3 separate regions of the Mus musculus genome follow, and all the other regions are linked to region 3. A link is a contact called in public HiChIP or PLAC-seq data. All regions are on one chromosome and are shown on one strand. The core of a region is the stretch at or near the end of the contact, and the rest is flanking DNA. Distances in the headings are between cores, read along the strand shown. Region 1 has its middle 67 kb from the start of Amer2. Region 2 overlaps Mtmr6 (myotubularin related protein 6). Region 3 overlaps Spata13 (spermatogenesis associated 13).

What was found. HiChIP or PLAC-seq counts read pairs in DNA pulled down with a chosen protein or histone mark.
Region 1: an H3K4me3 HiChIP or PLAC-seq map of bone marrow-derived macrophages shows a contact between it and region 3, with 7 times the contacts expected there. The contact joins two enhancer-like sites. A contact is called at or near these places in 3 of 115 datasets of contacts at active chromatin or transcription factors (the HPC-7 cell line, bone marrow-derived macrophages and pancreatic cancer cells).
Region 2: an H3K27ac HiChIP or PLAC-seq map of microglia shows a contact between it and region 3, with 20 times the contacts expected there. The contact joins two enhancer-like sites. A contact is called at or near these places in 1 of 39 promoter capture datasets (maxillary cranial neural crest), 1 of 484 Hi-C or Micro-C datasets (bone marrow-derived macrophages), 2 of 115 datasets of contacts at active chromatin or transcription factors (bone marrow-derived macrophages and microglia) and 1 of 9 other capture datasets (macrophages).

What each region holds. Positions count from the first base shown.
Region 1 is chr14:60,442,465-60,446,992 of GRCm38.p6, forward strand. It overlaps the pseudogene Gm6066. Among named protein-coding and RNA genes, the nearest start is that of Amer2, 67 kb to the left of the region's middle. Within about 2 kb of position 1,922, at least 70 of the 459 cell types and tissues checked have an H3K27ac peak or open chromatin away from gene starts, as enhancers often do. A contact at or near this core is called in bone marrow-derived macrophages, where this site is marked.
Region 2 is chr14:60,282,551-60,286,990 of GRCm38.p6, forward strand. Mtmr6 (myotubularin related protein 6) reads left to right here. Exons shown (of 14, transcript NM_144843.4): 5 at 2,367-2,495. Among named protein-coding and RNA genes, the nearest start is that of Mtmr6, 20 kb to the left of the region's middle. Within about 2 kb of position 1,916, at least 10 of the 459 cell types and tissues checked have an H3K27ac peak or open chromatin away from gene starts, as enhancers often do. A contact at or near this core is called in microglia, where this site is marked.
Region 3 is chr14:60,756,567-60,760,600 of GRCm38.p6, forward strand. Spata13 (spermatogenesis associated 13) reads left to right here. Exons shown (of 13, transcript NM_001033272.2): 11 at 1-18; 12 at 3,017-3,091. Among named protein-coding and RNA genes, the nearest start is that of Gm34997, 9.5 kb to the right of the region's middle. Within about 2 kb of position 1,350, at least 43 of the 459 cell types and tissues checked have an H3K27ac peak or open chromatin away from gene starts, as enhancers often do. A contact at or near this core is called in bone marrow-derived macrophages and microglia, where this site is marked.

The DNA of each region.
Region 1 (4,528 bases), core at 672-3,171, 310 kb before region 3:
TTACTGTTTTCTTACCCACCAGACCATTCCTTTTGTAGCTCAGGAAAGCCCACCACCTTCCCCACCCCCCCCCCACTTGCTCATAATACCCTGTAATCTTTGCTCTCACTGAAGTTTTTGAGTTCCATATTTTCCTCATTCCCCTCCAATCTAGCTGGATTACAGAGGTAAGCTTATGGTTATGAATAAATACTAAATAAGAAAAAAAAGAAGTAATCTAGACAGGGAATAAGTCACCTTGAAGATTATAGTCTATCGTGAAAGGTAGTAACTGAAGCAGAGGCCATGGAGGAGTGATGCTTACTGGATGTGTCTCCACTGCTTGCTCTGCTTGCTTTCTTACACTCAGGACCACTTGCTCAGGGATGACATCATCCACAGTGAGCCCACATCAATTAGTAATCAAAAAAAAAAATTCCCCCACAAACTTGCTTCAGGCCAATCTGATGAATTTCAACTTTCTTAAGTGAGATTGCCTCTGTTCATATCGCCTGGCATGTGTCAACTTGACAAAAACTAGCCCACACAGTAATAAGTGTACCCTACATTTCCTCCAGTCAGGAGCTCTCTGGGAGAAGCACAGTGTGTTTGAGTTTGAAGGGCCTGCCTATCTCTGGAGTCAGAAAAACCTGCAGGATGAGAAGTTCTGCACAGACAAAGCCACTTTTCATGAATAAGTGTCAAGCCGCAGTCTCTGCCGTTGGCATGTAGCCGAGATACCATGGTTTTCATTCTTAGGGGCATCTAGTTGTGAACAGCATTGCTGAACCTGGGGACCCTGCACTTGCCCCTTCTTTGATTGTAATGTATATAAATTCAATAAGCATTTGCAAAGATGTGTTATTTAAAAAGAGAGAGAGAGAGAGAAACAAACCTGTGTCTGCAAGATTGCTCTGACAAACTAAATGTCAGTGTAATATGAGTTATAGCCAATACTGTCCTCCATCTCCATAGTTACCGACTTAGTGGGGCAACTTAACTCTCAGGGAGGGGGGTATTAGCTTTGAATGGCTTTCTTTCTCCATTCATAGCTGTTAGCTGTGTTCTGTTGAACACCACCTCTCCTTTCTCCCTGGGCAGGACCTTCCTTAATGGCAAATTGGTGTGATTACATAAACACAGAGTATTTTCTGTTATTATGACATTCTCACTCTAAAAATAACTACCCCTTTCAGGGTTTTAAACGTACATTAATTGTTTTAGCTGAGGTATACTTTATATGCAGTTACATTGTCTTAAGTATAATAGCCAATGAATTTTAACAAGAGAGTGAACTTCTGTAATGAGAATTCTGGAATTTTGGTTTCTTAAAAAAAAAAAAAAGAAAAAAGAAAAAAAGAAAAGAAAAGAAAAACACACAGAAATATTGTAAGAGTGTGCTTCTGTTTTAATCCCAGGTGTAGGGTGTGGGACTGGTTCCGACTGTCCGAAGCAGCTGACCATGATTTGCCTCTTGCGCTAGCAAAAGTGTGGTTTTGCCAGCTGCAGATAATTTCTATGATTGTGTGACATTCGGAATTCTGGAAACTTTTCATAGTGCATATAAATTCGGAGGCCCTGAGAGGGGAGGGTTGGTGGTTGGTGTTTATTTAGGGAAGTTATTTACCATTTGGTACTTGGAGTCAAAGAAGAAACAAAAAGAAAGAAATTAGATTCAGGGATTTTCCTAATTCCTCTCTCCCTTCTATCCTTGTTTCTTTCCTACCTAGTATTAAAGGGTTAAAGGGGGTGGGCAATGGATAAAGGGTGGAAAAAAAGAACCTACCAAGTAGCAGAGACCAGCTACAGAGTCTGTAGGATATCTAAAGAGGGCTGGTGCATCAGTTTGAGTGCATTAGTGAAAACCTCAGACACCAGTCATGTGCTGCCATTGCGTTAGGAAAAGGAAATTAACAAACACTTCCCCTTTGAGTAATTCTGTTTCTTTACTTCCCCCTTTCTGTGGTTTTCTGTCTGAATTTGTACCTGTCTGAATGCTGCCCTGTGAGTCTGTCTGTCCCTGTGTCTGTGTGTCTGTTCCTAACAGGGCTTTGTTCTGTATTTATTGAACAGCACAGAAAGCAACACATGAACGAGGGATTTTACAGAAATCTTTAGCAGAGTTTACAAGGGGTTAAGTCATTCACTCCACCTGCCCCCAACTCACCCAGATAAGCAAATAAATACAGCTATAAATCGATAGAAGAAAGCTGCTTTCAGTGTTGATGGTGGGTATGATTATCACAGCAAACCTGCAAACATACAAGCAGGTCAGGGTCATGGAAGAGGACATAAGGAGATTACAGCTTCCACTCTCTGCGGTTGTAAAAGCTGATTGCTCAGGAAACCCAAGGCAAGTGAGGTTGGTCATTATTGTGTCTCTTGAAGGCAGGGTAACGTGCATTACCAACCTTGGCCTTGAGGTCCAGCAAAAACTTCTTTCTGGTCCCTTACAATATTAGGGATATTTTCATGGCAATGATCAGATTATTTAAAGCAGAAAAGACATGATAAATGTGCTGGTGTTGTTCTCTGGTCCCCCAGATAGAGGACCTGGGCTTGGGTTCCCCAAATCCATGTAAAACTGCAAGTGTGTCAGTACCTGCCTACAGTCCTAGCACTGAGGGACAGGAGCCTCCCTGGAGCCTGCTGCTCAGTAGATCTAGCTGCTCAGTAAATGGACTCTAAGTTCAGCGACAGACCCTGTCTCAACAAAACACAGAGATCAATCAAGGTCGACATTTTATGTCAACCACTGGTTTCCAAGTCTGAACACACATACACGCATGCACAAATAGTATCAACTGCATTTTTATATACTGGCATCTGAAAATGTGCAAATGGAATTAACGATGCAGTTTGATTCATAATAGCATTAAAATAATAAAATACTTACAAACATACTTTTTTTTAATGTGCAAATTTTAGCTGCTAGCTGTTTTCTGCTGCTGTGATCAGACACTAATCAAAGCTAATCGAAGCTAATGTGGGCGAGAAGGAGTTAACACCTCTAACTCATTAGATTGAGGGAAGCCAGGACAGGGACCTGGAGGCAGGAACTGAAGCAGAGGCCACACTTACTGCAGCACAGGCTGCTTACTGGCTTGCTCAGCTTGCTGTCTACACAACCCAAAACCATGGAGGGAGGAGGAGGACTGCCCCATAGACTTGCCTATGGGTTAATCTGATAGTAGAAAGGCCTCAGTTTGGGTACTTACCCTAAGTGTATCGAGTTGCCAAAAACTAGCCAGCACATCTTGAATACTAAAAACTATAAAACTTTGTTGAGTTTAAAATAAATAAATAAATAAAAGTAAAAAAAAAAAGAAAGATATCTATTTTGTGGATTGGATGACTTAACACTGCTAAGGTGCTGACTTGATCACGACGCCTGTCAAAATCCCAGGGGCCTGTTGGACAGAAATTGGAACGTGCATCTTGGAACCCACCTAGACATTCCTAGGGCTCAGAATAGAGATAGAAGTTTTCAAAGAAATCAAGTTGGAAGACCCACAACTCCTAATTTCAAACCTTTACTTTAAAGCTCCTATAATCCCAGCAGTGTAAGAGTTTCATAAAGGCACACACAGAGACCCACAGAGCTTCTAACAAACAGCTCTGCGTTTGCGGTTAGTTGATTTTTGACAAAGGTGCTATCCTGAAATCAGAGCAGCTGTTGGACCCTTGGAGGATTAGGATCTTTAATGTTCCTTTACAGAAGGAGTGGGGGAGGCTCATCAGCCAAGTCCACAGCCCCTCGCTAGTGCATGCACCTGTCACCAGCTTATATAACCCGACCACAGCTGCCCCTGCTCCAGAAAAGCTTGTAGCCACAGATGGTGGAAGGTTAACTGGATGGCTGTGGGGGTTGTCCCTCCTGCAGAGCTGAGATTTTGCTGTGATGCTCCACAATAGGCCGATCCCTCACACATCGATCATTAGTCCAGAAAGGGCCCCATAGACTTACCTGTGGGCTATTTTGGGAGCATCATTCATGCTCCTATAAATAAGCCTAATAAACTCATTGGTTCATCAAGTTGGATTTGAGACGGAATCATCTCTTTGGGCTGCCATTCAGATCCTATTTGGGTTGAGCAGACATTCACATCAGCCCAGAAAAAGTAACACAACAAATATTTCCCAACAAATGATCAATGGACAACCAGCCACATACACACACACACACACACACACACACACACAAATACACCACACACGCATACACACACATATGCACCACACACACACACACACACACACGCACCCCCTCCACACACACACACACACACACACACACACACAAATCAAGTTTGGCTTCTGTCTCATACCAAGACAAAAATTACCTCAAAATCAACCATAAACTCACATGTAAGATATGAAACTCTGAAGAAAATTATTGGGGGGGTGGGTATGGGGGACCTTTGGGATAGCATTGAAAATGTAAACGAGGAAAATACCTAATTAAAAAAAAGAGTATTGTCTACTTTGAATTAGACAATAGTTTTCCAGCTATAAAACCAAACATACAAGCAACAAACTTGATGTGATG
Region 2 (4,440 bases), core at 666-3,165, 470 kb before region 3:
GTGTCTGAGTATATGGTCAATTTTGGAGAAAGTTATGTGAAGTGCTGGGAAGAAGGTATATTCTTTTGTGTTTGGGTGAAATGTTCTCTAAATATCTCTTTGATCCATTTACATATATGTCCATTCATTCCAGTATTTCTTTGTTTAGTTTTTGTCTGGATAACCTGTCTGTTGGTGAGAGAGGGGTATTGAAATTTCCCACTATCAGTGTGTGAGGGTCAATATGTGATTAAGATATAGTAGTGTTTCTCTTATGAACTTGGGTGCCCTTGTGTTTGGTGCATAGATGTTAGGAATTTCAAGTCCTCTTGGTGGATTTTTCCTTGGATGAGTCTGTCGTGTCCTTCCCTTGTCTTCTGATTAGTTTTGGTTTGAAGTCTATTTTGTCAGATACTAAAATGGCTACACCCACTTGCTTCTTAGGTCCATTTGCTTGAAATGTCTTTTCCAGTTTTTTACCCTGAAGTAATAGATCCTTGATGTTAAGGTGTCTTTTTGGATACAGCAGAAAGATGGATTCTGGTTTCGAATCTCTATTGTTCATCTGTGTGCTTTTATGGAAGACTGAGACCATTGATGTTGAGAGAGATCAATGACTAATGATTGTGGTTTCCTTTTATTGTGGTGGTGGTGTTAGTGTGTGTGTGTGTGTGTGTGTGTGTGTGTGTGTGTGTGTGTGTGTGTGTGTGTGTCTGTGTGTGTGTCTGTGTGTGTCTGTGTGTGTCTGTGTCTGTGTGTGTGTGTGTCTGTGTGTGTCTGTGTCTGTGTGTCTGTGTGTGTCTGTGTCTGTGTGTGTGTGTGTGCGAGCACACACACGACATTTTCCCTGTTGATTTTGTTAGTCTGGGATTATGTATCCCCTGTGTCTTTTGGGGTGTGGTTAGCCTCTTTAGGTTGCAGTTTTCATTCTAGCACCTTCTGTAGGGCTGGATTTGTAGATAAATATTGCTTACATTTGGTTTTATGATGAAATATCTTAATTTATCCATCTCTGGTGACTGAAAATTCTTCTGGGTATACAAGTCTGGGCTGGCATCTCTGGTCTCTTAGTGTCTGCAGCACATCTGTCCAGGCAGCTTTCAGAATCTCCCTTGAGAAGTCAGGTGTCACTTTACTACGTCTGCCTTTATATGTTACTTGCTCATTTTCCCTGCCAGCTTTTAATTTTTTCTTTGCTCTGTACATTCAGTGTTTTGATTATTTTGTGCTGAGGAACTTTCTTTTCTAGTCGCCTATTTGGTGTTCTGACTTTGACAGGCATCTCCATTGAGTTGCGGAGATTTTCCTCTGATTTAGTTGAAAGTATTTTCTGTGCCTTTTGTCTGGGTTTCATCTCCTTCCTTTTTCCCATTTTTGTTAAATTTGATCTTTTCATGGTGTTCCAGGTTTCCTGAATGTCTTATGCCAGAAGTTTCTTTAGACTTTTTCTTCTCTCGTGTTTCCAGTGTCAGTGGTTCTCTCTTTCATATCTTGTATTCTGTTGGTGAAGCTTCCTGTTCAAGTTTCTAAATTTGTCATTTCCACACTTCTCTGAGTTTCGGTTTTCCTAATTAATTCTTCTTCCACATTCAGGTCTTTAACTGTTTGTGTTTTCGTAGATTTCTTTTTTCTTTTCTATTTTTTGTTTTTGGTTTTTTGAGACAGGGTTTCTCTGTGTAGCCCTGGCTGTCCTGGAACTCACTCTGTAAACCAGGCTTTCCTCGAACTCAGAAATCCACCTGCCTCGGCCTCCCAAGTGCTGGGATTAAAGGCACACGTCACCACTGCCTGGCAGGTATTCCATAGACTTCTTTAAGGAATGTATTTCCTTGTTAAGGGCCTTTTTAGAGGCTGTTTTAAGGTCTTTTTCTTGTGCTTCGGCTATGATGGGATCCTCAGTGCCTGCCGTGGCAGGGCTGCTGGCTCTAATGGAGACACATTGTCTTGGCTGGTCTGGGGATATGGCATTGGGAGATTGTAATTCTAGGTGCGGACATCTGGACATGTGTTTGTTGGGTGTTTGTTCCTTGGTTTCTGTTTCATCTCTGGCTCCTAGGGAGAGTGTGGTGGTTGTGTGGTGCTTGATAGGAAATACTCTGGCCATGATTGGTGTGGCTACTGGGGGTTACAGGTAAAAATGTGTTTCTGGGTATTGGGGTCGGACACTTTGGAATGAGGGTGGGCATTCGGGGGTTGCACTAGGATCTGCTTAGACTCCTGGGAGTTGGGGCAGAAAGGAAAGACCACAGCAGGTCTGCTACAGAGCTGGGGATGAGGCCGGGGGGTTGGATTTGGAGGGAGAGAGGAGGGATGAAGATCGCAGTTAATCCACCTGCTTCACCAGCCTCACGGTTTCTGATTGAAGTATTTTCATTTGATATTCGCAGGTCTGTGAGACTTATCCCAGAGAGCTGTATGTTCCTCGGACAGCTAGCCGGCCGGTGATCGTGGGCAGTTCCAACTTCCGGAGCAAGGGCAGACTTCCGGTCCTATCCTACTGCCGGCAGGGCACTGAGGTAGGAACCTCCTCTGCTTTATAAACGTGGTGAACTGAAGTTCTGCTCTAAGCTTCTGGGTGAACACTGTTTTGTTTTTGAGATACGATCTCACTATGAAGCTCTAGATGCCCCATAGCATACTATGTAGACCAGACTGGCCTTGAGTTTATGGGATCTGCCTGTCTCTGCCTCCTCAACCCTGGGGTTAAAGGCACATGCCACCACAGCTGCCAGTAAATATAAATATTAACTTTCACTTCGCAGGTTTGCTGTTGTAATGTTGGTAACAGAGACATGCTGGCTTTTCACTATCGTTTCTGAAGTTTTTAAAACAAAATTACCCTGAAGTGCTCCCAGAAATTCCTTAATAATGGGACCAGTGAATAGATAGGTTCTGTTTCTTTTCTTCAGGCTTCCTTTAGTCCTGCGTGTACGTAGAGAAATCGGATAGCTTGCTTGTGCCTAGGCAAGCACTGAAAGCAGGAAGAGAACCCAGGGCTCTGTCAGCAGGCCTCACATGGAAAGGACTTTGCAATGAGGAGGTGGAGGAGGCATGCCAACTTTGTAAACTGATTTTTAAATACATTCCCAATTCCCCACCCCACCCAGAAGATTTTTCTTTTTCCTTGGATTTTGGAATTTCACGGTTCTCTGCCTCGGTATGTCATTTACAGACAGCCCAGAAACTCAGGTTCTGCAGCCATTCTTTTCTCTGTTGGTTTTCTTTGTAGTTTTTCTTTTTTTAGCTTGTATAAATTGACAGACTTCCTATGTAGCTCCAAGTCTGTTTTCTGGAAGAGTTCCTTAATTCTATTTCTCTCTCAACTCTCTGATTCTTTATTTCTGAGACTGTGTGACGTTTAAGGGTTCTTTCTCTACTAAATTTCTTTAGTCAATTTTCTGCTGTTCTCTGATTTGGAGTCACCAACTCTCACGCAGATTTTTTTTTTGAAGGTTCATGACTTTCTGTTAAATGACATTTTTTTCAATTTTTTATTAGATATTTTCTTCATTTACATTTCAAATGCTATCCTGAAAGTCCAGACTTTTTTTTTTTGGTAGGAATTCTGTGTGGCTGTCTCTCCCTCTCCTCGTGTTTTGCTGTTTGGAAGTTTGCATGACTGACGTTGTATGCCTTTGCAGTTTTAAATGTTTCTGCTGTGCACTCGGCTTCCTCACCGAGGCTGTGCTTTTGCTAGTGTGTCAGCAGAAGGACTTGGTGGGATGTAACAGTCAGAACTCACACTCTGCTGGGTGGGCCATATCTAGTCCTCTTTGTAGACTAAGTGCTCAGTGAGAAGGAACCTGGAGGTCACAGCTCATCTTTATGAGATCAGCCACACCCGGCTTCCACGCAGGTGCCAGCTCATGCGCTCTGACCTTTCAGCTAGATTCTCCCAGCTCCTTTCTGTAGCAGGCACTTCCTCTGTCAAAGCAGTTCTCAGGCTGCTGTTGCCCCCAAATGTCACAGCACTGTTGTTGGAGTTTCTTTGTTGATGCTTCCCTGGTGGTCCTATATGTCTTATGTTTGTTAGAACCTAGGTCAGGTAAGTTTTAAACAGAAGTCTAATGCTAGTACCTTAAGTCCTAGGGTGTTACCTGGTCACCTTTGACACACCTTGTTAGATTACACTGTTTATTGGAAAGGTAGGCCGGAAAATACTTGTGGTTAACTTAGTAAACAAAAGATAGGTGTACCAGGAGTGTAGAGCATAGGATTCCTTTACAACAGCAACCCAAACCCTGCTTATGCTCAAAGAACTAAGAGGCCACATCCAACAATAAAAAACTGACTAAAAACATTTACAGAAAACAGGAGAGAACGCTTGAACTCTAAAAGCAGCACAATGGTCATCATTTTCTTCTGCCATTGTAATTTTTGAGATTGTATTTTGTGTGTGCATATAAAATGTTCAAACGTTTATACTTGTAACACTTTGTCCCGATGATACGCTATTAGAAT
Region 3 (4,034 bases), core at 100-2,599:
AGGAGGACCAGCAGATGGGTGAGTCCCCTCAGCCCCCTCCTCCACTGGCCTTCTCTTCCCAGATACTCCCTCAAGGGCTGAATCTGTAGATGGCACTGCAGGCATGTGCTCTGTGTAATATTAGCAGAGATGGCCCATACAGCCCAAGAATGTGTTTTTTGCCCTTATTCACACTTTACAGATGAGGCACTCCTTCAGCTTGATGTGGTCCTAGGGACTGACTACATAATGGTAGCACACACACACACACACACACACACACACACACACACACACACGCCCTCACCCAACCAGTAGAAATATCCGATGATTCTCTTTATTTCTTCACTTATCTATTTATTTATTTTAAATATATAAGATGCATTTATTTTACGTATCAGACACACCAGAAGAGGGCATCAGATCCCATTACAAATGGTTGTGAGCCATCATGTGGTTGCTGGGATTTGAACTCAGGACCTTTGGCAGAACAGTCAGTGCTCTTAACCACTGGGCCATCTCTCTAGCCCCACTTATGTATTTATTTATGCTGCATATGAGTATGCATGTTCTTGGTAGGGTGATAGGTGTGGAGGTCAGAGAAAGGCATCTAGTGGCCTACCTGTTCTCTCACCCTCTGCCTTTTCCACTTGTAAAGGGTCTCACTGAACCCAGAGCTAGGCTGGGAGCCAGCAAGCCCTAGCCATCCTCCTGTCTCAATCCCACACAGCATTGGGGTTACAGGTACACACATGAGCACACCAGCCTGTTACGTGAGCACTGGGAATTTTAACTCAGGACTTCACACTTGTAGCGCATGCACACCTTCCCACTCCTGAGAGGCCATCTTCCTAGCCCAGAGTTGTCAGACAGTTGTGTTGGTTTCCCTTTCATCAGCACTGTTGCAAAACACTCTACCTTCCCCTCACTGTCTGGTCAGTTCAGACCCAGTTCCTCCTGTGCTTTCCCGATCGTGGCAACCACAGAGCCTGTACCATGTGCCAGAGTGAGCTCGCGCTTCTCGGGTTCAGTAGCGTCCTTGGACAGGTAGACCATCTAGAGTCCCAAGATCAAAATCTCTGAACATCAATGAGGAAAACTTCACACCTGGCATCATGGGAGGGACCCAGTCAAAATGCAGATGCCCTAAAAGTGTATAGTTTGGAATCACTTTCAGGCTGTGTATAAATAAGATAAAGTATCTATGAAACATAACTGAATCCTGTGTTTAGACTTTGGTCTCATCCCCAAGATACCTTATGTGCTGTGTATGTGAAAATATTAGGAAATCTAAAGAGTGGCATGTGCTGGCCCCACACATTTCAGATAAGGGGAACTTAGCCTGTATTTTGGTTTGTCATCCCAACTTCCGCTGGCCTTTTTTTAATTGCATGATCTTGTGAGAAGGAAGGTGCCGTGTGGCATTCACCAGTGCAGCACTCACAGTTTCTGTGCCCACGCTCCGTAGCCACCCACACAGATTGGGAACGTGAACATGCACTTCCAGATGTGAGCTTCGGTGCCCAGAGACCAGGGGTGCACAGGGGTCTCATGGGTGAGAAACGCCTGAGTTGCCCAGATCTCAAGGACCATGTGTCTGGTCAAGTATCACCCACTACTACAGAGCCCAAGGGGCTTTAAGGGTGGTTTCTATGTCTCCTGTTCCAAGCCACCAGCTTAAGATATGGCCTTAGATTCTGCAGTTGGCTGTAGAAAGTGTCCTGGGGTCCTGTGTTGAACTCCATTGGCCTATCTTGCCATTAAAAGTAAGAATTTCTTCAGAAACTACCAGAGCAGAGACTAGTGTGACAGCACACAACGGCCAGCCTCACAGACGGGATCTGCCACTCTGGGTAGCTGCCCTTTAGACCCAAGGAAATCTGGACACACACACCCCCCTGCAGTCGCCATGCATTGGCTGCTGACCATCAGACCCTGTTGCAATAAGGCATGCCACGAAATCCTTCTAGAAGTGTGCAGGTAATTACTGAAACGTGAAGTGATGGGGTCACCAGTTCCCAGTTAACTGAGTCACTCTGCACTGTCTGGTGTGGCTATAAGCACCCGAGTCAGAATGTTTGCACTTCTTCCCCTGAGGGTTCATGACAATCACAGAAGAGTCCTGAACACTCAGCTCTGTTCTTCCTCTTGTGCCTGTCCTTTGCCTCATGGGCTCCTGTTGCAGAGTACCAGTGAGGTCAGGTCTTCATGCTTTCTCTGGAGCCACACACCAGTCTCTGTGTCTGGGTATGGGGTGGGAAGGAGACCCTTGCCAGTCAGGCAGTCATTAAATATGTCACTGCATAAAGGCAGGACATCAGAATTAACCAAAGTAGAGTAGATCCAAGACAAAGACGAGGGTCAATAGAAGCTGCAGAGGTAGATATGACTCAGCTTTGCCACATTGGAGCCTGGCTCCTCACCTCCCACTTGTGTCCCACCTCTTACCTCAGGAGAAGCAGCCACCTCAGCCACTGTGGTTGCTCCTCTGCCGTCTTGCCTCCCTCCAAAGCCAGTCTGTCCTCTCCCCCGGTACAGCTTACCTCACCAGGCCAATACCTAGTTGGCCTACCATATGTTGACAGCATTGCTGTCCACTGCACAGCCAGGGTGCAGAGTCCCAGTCTGAGGCTTCAGGCAAGTAGAATCTCAGCCCACAGAGCTCTTGGCACGTGTGAGCAGCAGCCCCAAGCCTCTTTGCCTTGGGCCGTCTTCCCAGAGCGTCATGCTTTAGACCTGCAGTTAGGGTGACTCCCATGTGGACATTGACCTGGCAGTGTCTGGTCTTGAGACACTAAGGGTCTGTGTGTCACGACAATTGTACCTCATATCACTCTCTAAAATACCTGAGCTCAGAGGTCATCGTGAGGCACCCGGTGACTTCTGGCACCCTTCCTTTTCCTCGCCTCGCAGGGCTCTTTACTTCAGTCTGTCAGTCTGTAGAGAATGCCTCCGCACTGGTGCGTGGTGTACACAGTTTGTTCTGAAAATGTTTTCCCGGGTTCTGAACGTAGACCGCATCTGTTTCCAAATCCAGGTATGGAAATCCCAGAAAATCAGAAGAAACTCGCCATGTTGAACGCTCAGAAGGCAGGACATGGGAAATCTAAAGGTAAGGTTGGCGGAAGCTTCGCCTGCCTCTATGCATCCCGTGATGACCTGGAGTCTGTCTCACAGAGCCTTTTTGCAGCTCTGCGTGGAGAGGAAAAGCCAGACTGCTTAAGGAACAAATGCACAGGCAGGTGGAGAGTCTTCTTCAGGTTTGGATTCAGGTGCCTGAACTATCTCAGTAGCAGTAAAGGCCTTCAGGGCTCCCAGTCTTGCCAGTGCCTTCTGCTCCTCATGGCCCTAGAGGATGAGTCTCACTGGGTATCCACTGAGCCACCAGTCAAGTAAACCCCTGCAACTTTGATTTGAGGAAGAATCTCTTAACACCAAACTGTTTGCCAGCTACAAATGAGTGCAGTGCATTCCAGTGAGGTGAGGTCTCAGCTAGAGGGGACTGCACTGCATTCCAGTGAGGTGAGGTCTCAGCTAGAGGGGACTGCACTGCATTCCAGTGAGGTGAGGTCTCAGCTAGAGGGGACTGCACTGCATTCCAGTGAGGTGAGGTCTCAGCTAGAGGGGACTGCACTGCATTCCAGTGAGGTGAGGTCTCAGTGAGGTGAGGTGAGGTCCCTTAGATAAGGAGACTGGACTGCATTTCAGTGAGGTGAGGTCCTAACATTCAGAGCACCGGTAGATAAGAAGACCCTGGGCTTCTCCTAGAGCACTCCCCCACTCTTGTACATACTAGAATCACTTAGCAGTGACATAGAAGACTTCATGACTGGGCCACACCACGGTCCTAGTGCTCACACTCAGTGCTCTCCCCAGGGTAGGTAATGCCAGTGAATGCTACCTCATTCATTCTTGCTACTCCCATAGTAGAGATTAGTGAGCTGGGGCACAGAGAAATCAAAGAATTCCCCTCAAATACTCATGGTCAGTAAGTGTGGAGTGGCATTCGCACCAAGGGAGTGTTGGCTCCGGGCCTTGGTTCAAAATGTGTTACT